Linked DNA regions of Mus musculus: region 1 is linked to region 2. Evidence: chromatin contacts called from public promoter capture Hi-C data. All regions are on one chromosome and are shown on one strand. Each heading gives the region's core, a stretch centred on a gene start, on an enhancer-like site or on the middle of the called end of the contact. The rest is flanking DNA. Distances are from core to core; before and after follow the strand shown.

Region 1 (4,995 bases), core at 167-2,666, 1.0 Mb after region 2:
ATGGATGAAGGGGTCAATGCTTGTGTGCTCTGAATCTACCCTTTCAGGAACACAGTTTCATTTGTATTCTTAGACAGTGTGATTTAGGTACAAGGTGAAGCCCAAAAAGAATTTATCAGGGAGACAAGAGAAGATCACTTGATTGTCCAGAGGGGACAGGCATGCATCTTTTTTACCCTGGATGCCCATGGCCTGTTCCTCGGGTGCATTTCTTTAACAGACTAGAGAGCAGGTTCTGACGGAATGGTGTGATGTCAACAGGACCTTCAGAATGTTTGAGCCCATTTAGCTACTATCACCGCCCTCCTCACAGTTGTGAGACAGAGCTCTGGGTACACTCTGAATGTGCCTGGAAGGACTAGAGCTTGAGAGACCAGAGCAGGTGCTCACACGGGCGTCACCCAATGCTGTGCTAGGCTGAGTATCAGGCGCTGCGCTGTGTTTCTTCAGAGAGAGAGTCTTGGCGTATGTCAGGGATCCACTGGAGTCTCAGGATGGACAACTGGTGATACAGTGGGAACAGAATCAGGTTTTAGATTAGGGGAAACAAAACAAAAGGTAATGTGAGATAAAGGGGAAAGAGTGAAAACAGGGAGGGGGACAGTCAAGAGGAATCTTGTCCACCAATGACTGCCCTTGAGAAGGAGCCACAAGGAGGACAGTGTGGGCTACTTGGGCTGTATTTTTAACAAGATTTAATTGCCTGTGAATTTATAATGGCTCATAGACATATAAAGAGGTAATATCAAAGAAAACAGGTGTGTAAAATCATCCATACTGACCCAACTGGAAACATGACTGGCAATAGCCATTCTTCCCATTGGCAAACCCACGGTGGCCTAGCCACAGTCAGGGGACACACTCTACACAAGTCCACCTTCTCATGTGTAAAGCAGGTGGATTACAGTTCTTCACAGATTACAAGGACTACATGAGGTATTCTTTATGCACAGATTAAATTCTAGTTTCATAACGAATCAAAAACAGCGGCTGGAGAGATGGCTCGGTGGTTAAGAGCACTCAGAGGTCCTGAGTTCAATTCCCAGCAACCACATGGTGATTCACAACCATCTATAAAGGAATCTGATGCCCTCTTCTGGCACACAGGTGTATATGCAGATAAAGCACTCATCCATAAAATAAATAGATTTTTTTTAATTACAAAAAATAATCAGGAATGATGGCATGGAGCTCCATGGTGAAGTGCTTCCCTGCATGTGTGAAGTCCTACATTCAAGTCCCATTACCTCAAAAGAAGAAAAAAAAAAACTTTCAGCCACCATTAACTATTTAACCACTGCAACTTTTTATTTTTCTTTTGTTTTAGTAAAAGAAGACTACACAGAGATAGCCTGGAGTTGGAATCAAGCGGGGCTGTCTCCTTGGTTGGGAAACCAAAGACAACAGGATTCCATCATGTCCACACCAGTTGCCTCAGATACCACACCACGGCTTCAGAAGCCAACGAAAGGTCAAAAGAAAAAAGTGCCTGTGAAAGCAACGATAGGTGTGTGTCACCCTTGGCGCTTTCGCCCCTGGTCCCCAGAAGAATGCAGGGTGGGACAGTACAGCCCCTCCCTCTTCCCCAACCATTCTGAGTCAAGTTCTGCAAGGGCATGGCAAGGGCTGTCCTGCTGAGCCAGGAGGTCACTTCTTGTTCACTTTTTGTAGCTTCAGACAGAAGATCCGAGATGTCACCTGTCTCCTCAAAGGAGTCCTGCAAGCAGAATGATTCAGGGAAACAGGTGCCAGCGGACAGTGTTTGCTTGGCAAAAAAAGGTGCGTAGGAACTCAGCTCGAAGCCACCTTTGTAGATAAGCATATACCTGGTGGGGGAAGCATTCCTCTTGCTGTCTTCAGGTGTTACATGTAAATTCCTCACTAGGCTTGAGAAGGGGAGAGCCCAGCATTGGCCAAGTGGGTGCCTCTCATGGTCACGTGGGGTCTTCTGTTCCTGCAGCTCCACAGGTCACCAGTATTCTGGCTTCCAGTGATGGCTCTGCAGGGGATGTCCCTGAGCAGAGATCCAAGAGGAAAAAGGGCCAAAGAAAAAGAAAACTGGACAATATCAAGATGGGTAGGTGTCTGCCCCTTGACATTCTTTTTTTTTTAATATTTTTATTACATATTTTCCTCAATTACATTTCCAATGCTATCTCAAAAGTCCCCCATACCCTCCCCCCCACTTCCCTACCCACCCATTCCCAGTTTTTTGGCCCTGGCGTTCCCCTGTACTGGGGCATATACAGTTTGTGTGTCCAATGGGCCTCTCTTTCCAGTGATGGCCGACTAGGCCATCTTTTGATACATATGCAGCTAGAGTCAAGAGCTCGGGGGTACTGGTTAGTTCATAATGTTGTTCCATCTATAGGGTTGCAGATCCCTTTAGCTCCTTGGGTACTTTCTCTAGCTCCTCCATTGGGAGCCCTGTGATCCATCCAATAGCTGACTGTGAGCATCCACTTCTGTGTTTGCTAGGCCCCGGCATAGGCCCCTTGACATTCTTGTCCAAGTATAAATGCAACTTGAAATAGCATACCACTGTGCCTAGTTCCTCCCTCTTCCCAAACTCTTCTAAATCAAGTTTTACAAGGCCAGAGCAAGGGGTGTCCTGATGATCTAGGACATCAACTTTATTCTTCACTTTTGTAGCAATTGTAGATAAAAGATCAGCAAATTCATTTATCTCCCTGGGGTGTCTTACAGGCAGAATGATCCACAGAAAGAGGTACCAGAGAACAGCTGGAGCTTGATAAAATATTTCATTGTAACTCAATGTCTACTCTAATGTGTAGATAAGTGAAAGCAATTTCTGCCAGATGTTTCTAGATGTCACATGGAATTCTGAGAAGGGAAGAACCCAACCATGTCCAGGTTGTCTTCTTGTGGTCATGTGAGGTCTCTTCCTGCAGATCCAGAAGTCTGTGTCACTCTTGCCTCCAGTGATGCCTCGGCAGGGGATGTCCCTGTGCAGCGAACCAAAAGGAAGAGGGCTCACAAGACAAGGACACTTGTGGATGTCAAAGCAGGTATATGTCCATTCTTGTCCCTGCATGAAGAGCCAGTCACAGCCAAGTTACTACCGTCACTTAGTCTTCGAGAAGTGACGGATTCCTGAGCAGTGGTCAGGAGGTTGCCAGTGTTCTCAGCCTGGCCACATCCATGGTTATACTGAGAAGCTCTTATTCCCACAGCTATCCAAGAGGGCAGCGTGCTGGCCTCCAGCACAGCCACCCCTGAAGCTGCCCCTGGAGCCACCTCAAAGCTCAAGTTCCCCAGGAGGGGGAAGAAAAGGAGCATATGGGCTGTGAACCGTATAGAGGGGATGAAACTCATACTGAACAAGAAGAGAAGAGCCAGCTACCGCCCTGAGGACCTCGAAGCCTTCTACCGACTTCTGGGTGGGTCCTCTGAACTGAGGATTAGATGCTTGGGGCCAACTCTCAAAACTGAACATTGAGTGTAGGGAGCAAAGGTTCCAACCTCCCCAGAGTGCTCCCTAGAGTGCACATGGGCCCCCAGGTAACACAGATGAAGGGCCCCAGAGTTATGTGGAGGTGTTTTGTTTCTGTGACGAATCCTTGGAGAGAAGAACACAGAAAACATTACTGATCTGGCTTTTGCAATGCGCTAGCACCCAAACATTTACAAAATAAAGTTGCTATCAGCTCTTGTTCGTGCCATAAGAGAGCTTCAGACGGCCACAGCACCTAGAGGTGGGCAAGGACAATGACAGGAGAGCTCTATGAAACCAGAAAGGCACAGAAAGTCTCTCCAAGGTGATATGAGGCCATAGATCTGGGATCAAGTGTGGCAGGTTCGGAACAACTTCCAGGTATACTACCTGGTAGAGCATCTACCAGCCATAGTCAGTTATTTACGCCTTTTTTAATGAATTAAAGGATATCCACTCAGCTCCTCGGCCTCTTCCACTGCATTCCAGTGTTCAATTCCTACATGTGACTGCCAGGTACCCTGTTGGATGACAGTGTCCAATACTTACATGTGGCCCTAAGGAGTCATGTTGTTTGGCAGAAGAATGGAATGGTTTAACCACTTGAGAATGCTCTATCAGACAGTGCCCTTCTGAGGGTCAGGGAAATTACAGAAGACACACACTGTACAAGTGCTAGTTGCCTAGGCAACTGGTGAAGGACTCACAGGACACTACAAGCACAGGTCTTCACCAGAAAAGGGTGACTTCAGGAAGGAACTCTAAGCAGAGATGAGCTCTGGTGGAGAGGCAAAGTTGGTCACTATCTCAGGGAGAGAGACCACCCAGGGAAGAAGGGAGAGGCTGTAAGCATGGAGCTATGAACTCTGCTTCTCTGCCCAAGGACTCAGTCATCATATAGACAGGGGATTTTGATACAGTCCCAATATAGTGAATGGACAGGCTGTGCATTCCTAGAGAGCTAAGGTCACATCTGAGTTGTTGTAGTAAAATTTAACATTGAGAGCTATGTCAAATCCCTTCAATGAGGAAAAGTACCAAATGTCTTCACTGAGCAAGCTCAAGAATCAACAGCAAAATTCAATACATAAAAACAACATGGTATGTCAATGACAGGGACAAACTATGTTTTTGAAATAAATGTTATAACCTTAAGAGAGGTCCTGCTTCCTCTAAGGAGCCAGCTCAGGGGGAGAAGTCTGGAGGCCACAGATTACTCCTGAAACATACCCCTGGGAAAAGGGGCCCCAAAATTATATCCTTGGCCCACCAGATGGGAGCTCCAAGTCCCTCTCATTCTTGCTTCCTTTGCAGAGGATCCTGTGGTCCAGAATTTCTTGGCAGCGGACATTTTCTTCAGGGTGACTGACAAGGTACCTGCAGCCTCAGACATTCTATAGTCACAGTCCTTAAAGGACAGGCAGACAATATTAGAGGGTGGGAGCCCAAGATAACCCAAGGCTGCTACTACCCATTGTTATTATATTCCCCCAATTCCTTCCTGGTTTTCCAATCAGCTCATATACACAAAACAAGTGTAC
Region 2 (4,980 bases), core at 1,977-4,476:
TCTAGGCTCCAGGAACGCGAGAAGTCGCCGAGTCCTTGATCTCAGTCTCCCATTCGGGTCCGGCCGGCTGTGTGACCTTGCGCGCCTTCTGTCCCTCTCTGGTCGCGCCGTTTGAGAGTATAAGGAGTGAACTGGGCAGTGTGCTTTCGGCCAGGGAGACCGTTCAGGCCCACTCTGTGAGGAGGAGCGAATGTAGCAAGCATAGTCTGTGGTTCATAGGGTGATGTCAATCCCTGTCTCGAGTCAGAGTGCCGCCAGCAAAAAGTCTAACAGACTCTTACTGAGTCTGTTAGATTAACTAGCTGTCATTTTAGCGTCTGGGCCGATCCGTTTGCCAGAATATACTTTTGCTGTCACCGTCTTCCTGCCGCCCTTTTCAGTTGTGTGCCGATCTCTAGCATGGCGTTGGCTTGTAGGAATAGCTTCGCGCTGGACATTGTGCTCAAGGTCCTGGTCCAGAAAGTTCATTTTGTTGCAATATTTAACCTGAAATCACTTGATAGGGTATGTGACTTGAGCCTTCGTTTGTTTTGCCGGCGTTGAAACCATCTCATTAAGGCCTCTGTCCATAGTAAGTTGTAACATTCACTAGCGCTCGCAGGTGATCTATCTAAAGTGTACACTTCAAAGGTTTTGTTTTAGTGTTTTTGTAGACGGTGCATTTATCATCACAGTCAGTTTGAGAACATTTTCATCACTCCAAAAGAAAAAACAACTGTACCTTTTAACTGTTGCCCCCACCCCTCGCCATCTCTCACTAGCCGTCAACACTGGGAGACTACTGATCTATTTCCCATCTGTCCATAGCTTGTCTGTTCTGGGCATCTGGTTTCTACGATTGGCATCTGCCAATAATGCTGTGTTGTCAGGATTTGTCCCTGCTGTGACATACCAGTCCCATGTTGCTTGTGAGCCAATAATACTCTTGTGTCCATTACACCACATTTTGTTTATCCACTCATTGGCGGATGAACGTTTGAGCCGTTTCCATCTTTTGGCTGTTAGGACTGATGTTAAAACATTTGGATGCTGTGCTTCTGTCTGTGCACATGTCCGTCCTCTTGTGGGTATTTCCTGGGTGGAATTGCTGGTTGAAGTGACACCTCAGTGTTTAACTAAGGAACTAACTACCAAGTAGCTGTACCATTTTACAGCTCCACCGGCACTGTGTAGGGGCTTCAGTTTCTCTTTGCCAGCACTTGTTATTGTCTGTCCTGTTCAGAGAACCAAGCTGTGACGATATACTAATTTTGTGGCTTTGATTTCTAATGGGCTCGTTTCCATGCGCTTAATAGCCATGTGTGTATGTTCTTGAAGCAATATCTGTTCAAATCTTTTGTCTGTGTGCGCCTGTAACTTGATTGTGTGGTTCTTGACCATGAATTTCCTAGATTAGAGGGAAACACTTGATCTAACCGTGTGCATGCTAGGCACATGCTCTACAACTGAGCTGCACGCTCGAGTGTTAGAAGGCTTGGATCCTGTCGGTAGAGCCATGGGTTATGGATGCTTAGGAGCCGGAGCCATGCTGGAGGTAGTGAGTCTGTGGAGGTGGGCTAGGGAGCTTCATCACCTGCCTTCCACGCCTGATCACCTGCTTCCGGGGTGTGGATGTGGTTTTCTGCCGCCATGTCTTCACTGCTTGCTGCCATGACTTCTCTTCCATGGTGGTCTGAATCTCTCTGGGACTGTGAGCCCCAATAAACCCTTTCTCCCTTAAGTTCCTTATGCCTGGATATGTTATCACAGAAACAAGAAGTAAATTTTTGTTTTTTGAGACATATCTCAACAGCTTGCCCAGGCTGCTGTTGCAATCACTCTCTAGCCCGGTGCTGGGTTTGAACTTCCCATCCTCCTGTTCCAGTCTCTCTCATAGCAGGGTCTGTGAGCCTGTACTAACAGGTTACTTCCTGTTCATTGTCACTTGGGTTGACTTTTTATTCTTGATTTGGAAGACTTCGTTGCATTTTCTAGAAATAAGTCTCTTGTCAGATATATAATCTGCAAGAAAAAAAAGTATTTTTGGAGACAGGCTCTCATTGTGTAGTCTTGGCTATCTTGAAACTCACTATGTAGAGCGGGTTGGCTTCGAATTCACAGAGGTCAGCCTGTCTCTGCTTCCAGGCTAGGATAAAAGGCATGTGCACTGTGCATAAACTTTTTTTTTTTAAAGAGTTTTGCATGTTAACTTTTAAGACCCCCTCCCCTGCCAAGGTTCTCACTATGAATGTAGTCTAGCCTCAAACGCACAGTGATTCTTCTGCCTCAGCTTCTCAAATGCTGGGATATACTAGTATACCTGACATTAATAGTGTTCCTTGAAACACAGGTTTTTGTTTTTGAGCATCCAGGGCCTAGTGCACATCAGGCAAGAGCTGTGCCGCCAAGCTGTTTCTAGCATTGAACACATTGGTTTGAAATTTTGATGGTCTCATTCATCTGTTTTCCCCCTCTCCCTTTTGGTAGCATGTGCTTTTGGTGTTGTATCTAAGAAACCACTGCCAAGTCCAAGGTTGTGATTGTTTACGAGTTTTATAGACCTTTGGCCTCTGTCTGGTTTAGTTTTTGATGATCAGAGGCAGACCTGCACTTCCTCCATCTGGATTTTACTGCCCCGCTGTCTCCATACATGAGTTTTCTCAGCTCTGCTGTCAGAGTCGGTGCTAGAACGCCACGCTGAGTGAGGGCTGGTGGGTGCCAGAGGGAGCAGGAGTGGGGATCTGGGGGGCTTCCCCGGAGCTGTTGTTGAAAGAGGCTCCGCCCTTCCCAACACCACGCATGCGCACGCTCTACTCACCTATGCTAGGGAACCTCCAGAGAGCAGCGTGATGATTCCCCCGAAGTCTGCCTTGGTGAATCCATGAGTTTTGTTGGGTTGTTTGCAGGAGTATGGGTAGCATGGAAGGACCAGCAAGGACGGCAGGGGGTGCAGGTGACATCAAGGGACTTTCACGAGGCTTGGAAACTGCATGGGTTTGAGGGTGAAAGGTGGAGATGAGGCGCCATGTCGGCGTGGAGCCTAGAGATGGCTTACATATTGTCTTAATCTTTCTGTTTTGTAGGTTCCAATATCTTACTGGTTAAAATGCTCCGTCTCATGTAGAAAATATCTTTAAACAAATACTCTTTTCCTCCCAATTTTTAGGTCATTTCCTGTCTAGGCAACTCTCTTTAAACGCCTTTCCAGTAGCAGCCACTTCCTTTTTGGCAGTGAAGACAGCTCTTAGCCACGGTAAGGTGCTACTACCTCTCTGTTCTTTAAGGTTTATTTACTGTGCAGTAGTTTTGTTACAAGTTTCCAGGAGAGGGTGGGCGTCTAGGGGAACTGGCAAAGCATTATACACGGATCAGCTTCTTCCCCAGGGGCAACTATAGTTACAGTTTCTTGTATGTGCTGCTGGGGTGTGTAAGATGCACTCACAGACACACCTGCTTTGTTTCTAAACATGAAACAGGATACGCTGCAGACTCTGGCATCTTGCTCTGCTGGTACATTTGCAGATCAGCACACATTGCCTGCTGCACACAGCAGAGGGCTCTGTTCTCTTTCTTACTTACTTACAGGAGGCTGTGTGCTCCTGGATATGGCAGAGATGCCACATCTGTCTTGTGGAGGAGATGCAGCTCTGTAACTAGCAGAGACATTTAGGTTATTTTGTTTTGAAAATGTCTCGAATTTTGTTGTTGTTGTTTTTTTAAAATAGATTTCTTTGTGTCTGTGTCTTGGCTGGAAGTAGGGGTAGGTCTGTACACATGAGTGGAGGTGCCTAAGGGGCCAGACAGAAGCAAGGGTTTCCTGGAGGCAGAGTTAGGTGATTGTGAGATGTCTGAAAGGGGTGCTGGGAACCCAACCTGGGTTCTTTTCCAGAGCAGTACATGCTCTTAACTGCTGAGCCACCTCTCCTGCCCCAAAATACAATTCTTAAAAGGTCAAGATATTGGTGATTTAAAGTCTTTTTAAAATTTACGTGTGTGTGTGTGTGAGCGTGTGAGCGCGTGCGCGTGTGCGCACGTGTGTTTGGATACACATTCTGCCACATGTGTAGAAGCCAGAAGAGAGTTTGTAGGGGCTAGCTCTCCTTCTACCACTTGTGTCCGTGGAATCAAACTCAGGTTGTCAGGCTTGGCAGCAGGTGCGAGCGATCCTTCAACTGTCCAAGAATCTCATCAGCCCTTGGTGACTTATTTTAATTAGTATGATTATGATCAGTATATGAATTAGTGTGACTAGTATGAAATGATGCTAGCATTCTATCTGCCTTAGGCTCATTGTCATCCAGGGAAACAAGGCGCAACCACTGTCTGACCAGCTTGAGCCATGTGCTACAGACACAGTGCTGCGTTTCCTCTCCCGGCAACTGGACGGGCCAGCAGTGCCGGCCCTACAGCTTCTTCACCAAACGTAAGTAGGAGGATAAACTTCCCTTTTCATGGAACCAGAAAATGGAATGTGTTTGTATTTAATTTTTCTTCTCAAATAAAAATTTTAGTGACTAGTTTATAATATCCTATTAAAATAAAAGCATTCCTTGATATAGCCACCCCCTCCCAGAATTATCTATATGCCATCAATTGTACAATTGATAACAGATTTACTTTGAATGGTGGGGAGAATAGCTCAGCAGTAAACATTTGTGTAGGAAATGTAAGGCCCTTCGTTTGGGGCACCTGAGGGCCAAGTGGTATTGGATCATGGCCCAGTACCCTACTGATTTAGAGCCATGCCAGGAAAAAATACATTGGTGCTCTTTTTTGTGGCACCTCCTAAGTGGTTGACTGTGTCAAGGTGAAGCTCACTGAAGTGGGTGATGGACGCTAAGTGTTGTGCTCTCTGTGAGAAGCCGATGGCCACAGAAGTAGCTGCTGATGCTCTGGGTGAAAGGTAGAAGGTTTTGTGGTCTGAACCAGTGTTGGGAACAACAAACAGGATTTTCCCATGAAGCGGGGTCTTGACCCACAGAACAACTCACCTGGTATCCA

Evidence for each region. Promoter capture Hi-C pulls out the DNA fragments that hold promoters and counts their contacts.
Region 1: a contact with region 2 is called in a promoter capture Hi-C map of embryonic stem cells, with 7 times the contacts expected there. The contact joins the promoter of Spdye4c here to the enhancer-like site in region 2. A contact is called at or near these places in 7 of 39 promoter capture datasets (the 3T3-L1 cell line, the C10 cell line, embryonic stem cells and 3 more), 1 of 484 Hi-C or Micro-C datasets (cortical neurons), 11 of 115 datasets of contacts at active chromatin or transcription factors (the 230-238 cell line, astrocytes, bone marrow-derived macrophages and 6 more) and 1 of 9 other capture datasets (macrophages).

What each region holds. Positions count from the first base shown.
Region 1 is chr2:128,590,925-128,595,919 of GRCm38.p6, forward strand. It overlaps Spdye4c (speedy/RINGO cell cycle regulator family, member E4C), which reads left to right and starts at 1,417. Exons shown (of 9, transcript NM_001310641.1): 1 at 1,417-1,507; 2 at 1,672-1,779; 3 at 1,961-2,077; 4 at 2,913-3,029; 5 at 3,195-3,401; 6 at 4,769-4,827. The coding sequence starts at 1,417. It overlaps Gm36203 (a long non-coding RNA gene), which reads right to left and starts at 989. Exons shown (of 9, transcript XR_866725.3): 1 at 177-989.
Region 2 is chr2:127,587,550-127,592,529 of GRCm38.p6, forward strand. It overlaps Mrps5 (mitochondrial ribosomal protein S5), which reads left to right. Exons shown (of 12, transcript NM_029963.2): 2 at 3,146-3,232; 3 at 4,265-4,402. Among named protein-coding and RNA genes, the nearest start is that of Mrps5, 2.6 kb to the left of the region's middle. Within about 2 kb of position 3,227, at least 30 of the 459 cell types and tissues checked have an H3K27ac peak or open chromatin away from gene starts, as enhancers often do. A contact at or near this core is called in embryonic stem cells, where this site is marked.